2 separate regions of the Sus scrofa genome follow, and region 2 is linked to region 1. The links are chromatin contacts, called in public Hi-C maps. All regions are on one chromosome and are shown on one strand. The core of a region is the stretch at or near the end of the contact, and the rest is flanking DNA. Distances in the headings are between cores, read along the strand shown.

What was found. A called contact is a pair of places that touch in the nucleus more often than the background predicts.
Region 2: a contact with region 1 is called in a Hi-C map of embryonic fibroblasts, with 3 times the contacts expected there. A contact is called at or near these places in 1 of 5 promoter capture datasets (fetal liver), 25 of 47 Hi-C or Micro-C datasets (adipocytes, adipose tissue, alveolar macrophages and 17 more) and 2 of 2 datasets of targeted methods (alveolar macrophages and skeletal muscle).

Annotation. Positions count from the first base shown.
Region 1 is chr4:123,004,572-123,007,623 of Sscrofa11.1, reverse strand. No RefSeq gene overlaps it. Among named protein-coding and RNA genes, the nearest start is that of ARHGAP29, 76 kb to the left of the region's middle.
Region 2 is chr4:123,281,865-123,284,766 of Sscrofa11.1, reverse strand. ABCA4 (retinal-specific ATP-binding cassette transporter) reads right to left here. Exons shown (of 51, transcript XM_021090184.1): 19 at 2,187-2,361; 20 at 484-615. Among named protein-coding and RNA genes, the nearest start is that of ABCA4, 81 kb to the right of the region's middle.

The DNA.
Region 1 (3,052 bases), core at 109-2,608:
TTACAGACATGAGTCCAAATACCACAGAATCGTGGCCACAGCTCAGGCTATGTGGGTCTTTTTCTCAGGCAGACAGACTTTTTATTAAATGTGATTATACTTGAACCAGGAGAATCTCAGCCAGCAGATTCAGCCTTGAGATGAGAACTCACTATGTTGCCCAATATTTAAAAAAAAAAAAAAGGCAGATGGGAGAACTCCCCCTGGAGCAAATTTCGATTTTAAAAAATGAACTTTTATTTTTGTTATCATCGTCAGCAGTAGACAAATGGAATCAAAGTGACAATGCCTGCTGCATTCCTGCCCTCACCGTCACTGGGGGAAGAAGATAAGGTGCAGCCTGCTCTGTGGGAATCAAGTTTCAGTCGTCAGGTGTAATCAGAACCGTGGTCTTAAAACAAAGGCCTACACTCCGCCTCCTCCCTCAGTCAGTCCGAGGACTGATCACTCCCCTCCCGCCCCAGCCCCAACCCTGGGCACCCCGAGGAGAAAGAAGGATCAGATCTGCAAGAGCAAAAACACCCAAACCGGACAGCAGTGCCTGTACCCCATCTGTATGCCCAGGATCAGTGACCCCCCCATGTGCTGCTGGGCGCCCCACTGCTCCGATGGAATCCTGGCAGGAGGCTTTTAGAAAACAGGGCTTGTAGTTTTCCAAAATTAAGATTTCCCTCTTAACCCTCTGCAAAGAAACTTGGTTACTGGGTCTGTGCAGCGCGATGGAGTTCCTAGAACACCACCACGTCATGATGGGGGAAAGGATTCTTTTTTCCCCGAAAGAAAAGAGAGGGTGCATTTGCTCAAAAGGCCACCCAGAGTTTTCGAGCCCAGAGAAAATTAATCTGGTCAGGGACTGCGCCCCATCATTAAAATCTGTTATTGCTGGATTGCCTCACAAAACTAAAAATAAGGACAAACAACAACAATAACAACCACAAATGACTTAGGCTTGCTTGCAGCTTCCAGCTTTGCCAGTGAAACTAATTGGAAGGGTCATTAAACTGTCCCGGACCTCGGCCTGTCCCCGGTGTGTTTGGGGTAAGCCTGTCCCAGAAGGGCTGGATCTCAGTGCAGCTGCCCTGGAGGGACAGGGAGGGGTGATGCTCCCATTTCGGCGATGGGCAAACCAAGGAACAGCCAGGCCGCGGTGCCGGGGTCCCTCAAAGTCACTGGTGAGCGGCGGCAGGTCCGAAGAAGTGGAGGAAGTGTAGACGTGGGTGATAAGGCGATAACCCAAGGAAATTAAAACCTCGTCGTGTGGGAAAAGAACAATTAGCCAGGACAGAGGAGCAGGAAGGAATACAGAATGAATTACAATCGGAGGAAACGAGCCAGCAACAAAAGAGGCCTGGCGGGGTGGGGGCCTGAGGAGGCCAGCGAGGCCTTAGGAATGCTGGCTTTCCTTCGGGTTCTGTCAGGGCCTTATTGTTTGGTTGCTGTGGCTCCTAACTTAACCCCTTTTCTACCTCGAAGTGTCAAACTTGCCGGCAGCTCTCTCTTCACGCGGTTCTTTGAGATTGCTTCATGAACACTGCAAATTCCAGATGGGAAACTCTTCATGACTATCTCAGAGAAAGGGCAACAATTGAAGCTTGGATGGGTGAGCAAAGTAGTCCCACCAGAAGCCACCGGAAACATCTAGAGCACAAGTATCAGCGAGCGTAGACGGTTTAAGACCAAGAAAAAAGTGTGTGTTCATGAGATCCCCTTTTCAAAGAAAACATGTGAAAGGGTTTGCAACTAACATCAGGATGATATCAGTGTTTAAAACTAATGGGATGGAAGATTCTTTAACTAGTGGGAGGCGGTGGGGAGAAAGTACAATTGTTTTATGACAATAAGAATTTGCTTATTCTTTAAATTGGTATGTTTGCCACACATGATTATTGCCCCCCCCCAAAAAAAAGACCATGGGCCCAAAATAAAACTGTTTTTTGCGTCATTTCTAAAAGTTGATTGGCAGAAAGCTAAGAGAAAGGGCGACCCCAGTCAACCAAGATGTTAAAATCCTGGGAGAAAGGCACATAGGGATGAACGCAGCAGCTGGAGTTCTTGAGACGAGGGCAGGGAGTTGGTTAGGAAGAAGACGCGGATGCTAAATAGAATTAGAAGAACCAGCTACTATTACAAAGGGTTGATTGAGGGGGCAGAGTGGACAATAAGGCAAATTAAGGATTCTTGAAAATCCTCTGTGTCCAGGAAATGAATTAACTGCTCAAACTAATAAATAAGGAAGGATCGCATGAGAATAGCCAAAAGTTACCATGGAAAAGAACAGAAGCCTCTTGCTTTATAAAACCAGCACACTTAAAAAGAAGATTAAAAAAAATACCAGGGAGAGGCGCTTTGAAACAATACAAAGAGGATGTAAAAGTGAACGGAGAAAATCTAAAGTAGCTGGTGATGGAAGGGCAGCCTCAGAAAGAGCCACAAGAATAAAAGATTGTTTAACTGCCTTGCAGTGGTCCTGGGCGAGGGGAACATCCAGGAACTGGGGAACATTGACCTAGGTTTTACTTTAGTTTGTTTCAGTTTAGTTTTTTGTCCTGCCTTCATGAGGCCAGCAAAAATGTATCAGAAATGGAAACAGTGTCGGAAGAGTGATAAATTAAGGGCAATTAGGAATTCCCGCCAATAAATTACGATGACTCAAGAAGAGACAACCCCTGGGTGGGAGGAAAAGCTGCAGAGATTAGTGCTGCCTTAATGCAGTGTTTGGATGGCTTCTTGGAAAGACAGAACACTTGGGGAAATCAAAGCCAAGTAAGTCTAACACGTTTCTGGAAATGGAGCAGGGAGGAAGCAGAGAATTGCTAGCGTTTACCTCTCAACTCAAGAGCAGCTGAAGAATTTAAAGTGTGAAGTTATCAGGGTAAAGTTACCAAATGCCGAAATGTATCTGAGTTCAGAAAGCTAGAAAATGATCTAGTTTTAAGAAAACTTACCTCAATGAACATTCTTAGGGTTTTTTGAGACATTTATAAGAAGGCTGGTAGCTGAAGCTTGATTGGCATCTCCATCATTTTCTACAAATATTACTTGTTAACTCACG
Region 2 (2,902 bases), core at 272-2,771, 280 kb before region 1:
AAGGTCTGAAAAATTACACATAACAGTGGTTCTCTCTGGGGGGTGAAATTAGAGGCGACTCTGTTGTTGCTGTAATCTATATTTCCTTCCTTTCTTCCCTCCTTCCTTTTAGATAAGAAACGCATTTTGGAAAAGAGCCACTGAAAAGCTTCCTAAAAGTCAGTGCGTGATGTCTCCTCTCTGATCCTGAGAGGGACCAGACTTCTGGGCAAGACGGAGCAAGGGACCCGGGACCCGCCTCCCCGACGCAGAGATGGCAGCATCGCTCTTGTGAGCAGGAAGAGCCCCGGAGGCACAGTCCCGTGTTCTAAGGGACATTTTCACCACAAGCAGGATAGGGGACCTTGAATGTGGGGGACAACAAAGAAGAGTGTCGCCTCCTGCCCCCAGAGCGGGCGTCCCTAAGCTGGGCCCTGGAGCACCTGCTGCTGGGGGCAGGGTGAGGGCAGGGCATAGGGCGGGTCTCACTCCCACCCCACTTACTGGTGGAACAGGATGTTGTGCTGTGGACACAAGCCCAGGCTCTGCCGGATGGCATCCAGGCTGGTTTCGATGTCCTTTCCCCCAACGAGCACGGTCCCGGATGTCGGTGGCAACAGACCTGTCATGATGGACCTGCCACATGCAGGAGTCAGTGACGGAAAGGATGGCCTTGGGATAGCAGCCTCCACCCCAGGGTGGGTGAGGGCCCTCAGTGATGCCCGCCCATGCCCCTCAGTGAGCCAGACCATCCCGAGCTTCAGGAACCGACCGGCCCGCGTGGGACTTGGCACCCGTGGGACTCAGCCCCTGTGTGCGCATCCAGGCCCTTAGGCCGTGACCACATCCACCCTTCTTCTCTGCCTCACTTATTCCTAGTGCTCGCAGGCAGGATTCCCGGCTGCCCAAGGCTCGCTTGCTCCGGAGATCCCTCCCCCGCTCAGCCGTCACTGCTCCCAGGGCTGCAGGGGCTCCGGCAAAGGCAGTCAGACACGGGTTTTGTCTGGTGTCACCACGTCAGAGGGCAAGGCCTTGGTGAGAAGCCCAGGCGTCCAGGGTGTATTTGTAGATTAACAGATTGAGGCTAGACCTGGGGGTTCCCACCACGTTTTTCTGGTAAAATGAGAATGTGACTCTCACCTCATGGGGTGGTTGTGAGGGTTAAACAGGGCTAATACGTACAAGGCACAGAGAACTGTGCCCGCAGGAAGAACAACTCAACACCATCATGCTACGTTTATGAAACATTGTGTTTCAGCCCCAGCAACACTGCATTTCACGGTCATGAAGCAATGTGTCTGCCTCGGGGTCCTGAATGGGGCGTCGGGCTCTCTGACCGTGTTAGGTGACAAGGAGAGAAATTAGCTGGGTGGCGGCTGCCCCTCCCAGTCTGGCCCGAGGTCAGACACCCTCGCAGGCCCTCTGAACTTGTCTGCTGATCAACCACTAGAGGGAAACAGAAGCAAGTGTAATGGCCCAGCCCCACATTCCACTCAGAGAACATTCCAGTGCAGGGTGGACACCGCTGTTCCTTCCTGGGGCTCTGTAAGAGGCGTTCACGTGGGTTCCCTGACCCTCGAGGGGGCCCCCCAGCTGCGGCTTGGGAAACCTTGGCTGTCACGTTTCCTTCCAGCAGATGGCGCTCGGCCCCTTCTAAAAGCAGAGGGGCTTCTGGGGCTGAGGTCTCCCCCACAGCCCCTCTGGAGACTGCATCCCTTAACCTCCTCCAGAACTACTACCGAGCCTTCTGGGTGCGAAAAGCAGCGCTCTTTGAAGGTAAGGAGTGCTCTGTAGCTGGAGGCATGGGATGGTGTGGCCACGGCTTGACCACCACCACGACGGCAGGGCTGAAAAGGCGGGAGTGGGGCTGGCATCAGAGACCAGAGACAATTGCGGGAGGACCTGGCTCTTGTCCCCGCAGAACCATTCCAACTTGGTGACCTTGGGAAAGTCACTTCAGCTCTCTGGATGTCCACTCCCCTGGCACACAAAGGGGGCGATAACCCTGCGACGCCACCTCCCGCTTCAACTTCATGTGACCATCAAAGAAAAGCAAAGGTGCCTGTAAACGCTGAAAACTGCGGTGAGCCTTACACTCTCCTGGCGCCCAGACGTCGAGCGCATTTTCATCACCGAGAGGCAGTGCGACAGAGGAGACGGCGGCGCTCAGAGGAAGGATGGAGCCAGAAAACAAGAGACTCACTCACAAGGTGGTAGTTTTCCCCGCTCCGTTGTGGCCGAGGAAGGCGGTGATCTGGTTTTCGTAGAAGGTGATGTTCAGGCGGTCCACGGCCGGCCGGCCATAGGGCTCAAAAGTCTTTACCAGATTCTTCACGCACACGCCGGGGACCAAGCCCGGGAGCTCGCGTTCGAAGAAGCACTCTTGTTGGAAAAACGGACATGGTGTAAATACACCGTTTTAATGAACACATCCCCAAGGTTCTTTCTTCAGCCTACTGTCTTGGGCCCCCACGGCCCTAGGTCTTTGTCAGAAAGACTGCAGAATGATGCGGATAATCACGGCTGCCATTTACTGAGCAGTTACTCAGCCAGGCATTGCTTCAAGTGCTTTGTATGGATTTCCTCATTTCACCCTTAAAACAGCCCTAGGGAACTAGACAGCCCTATGCCCAGTTCTACAGATGAGGAAACTGAAGACCGAGGCTTCAAGAGGCCAGTCAAGGTCACGTGGCTTCTGAGTGGCAGCGCTGGGATTCATGCCAACCCAGAGCGCGCCCTGTCTGTGTGGGGTCAGCCCGAAGCTCAGCCTTCAGTCCCAGGCCCTCCTGTCTGAGGCTGCTGGGCCTTTCCTGGTGGATTTCTTGTAACAGCTCAGGTTTCTCATCGTCCTCCCCAAGCAGTAGTTTCCTTCAGACTCTCCCATGCCCACTCTCAGAGCTGCCTTTCTCTGAGCCACCTTGGC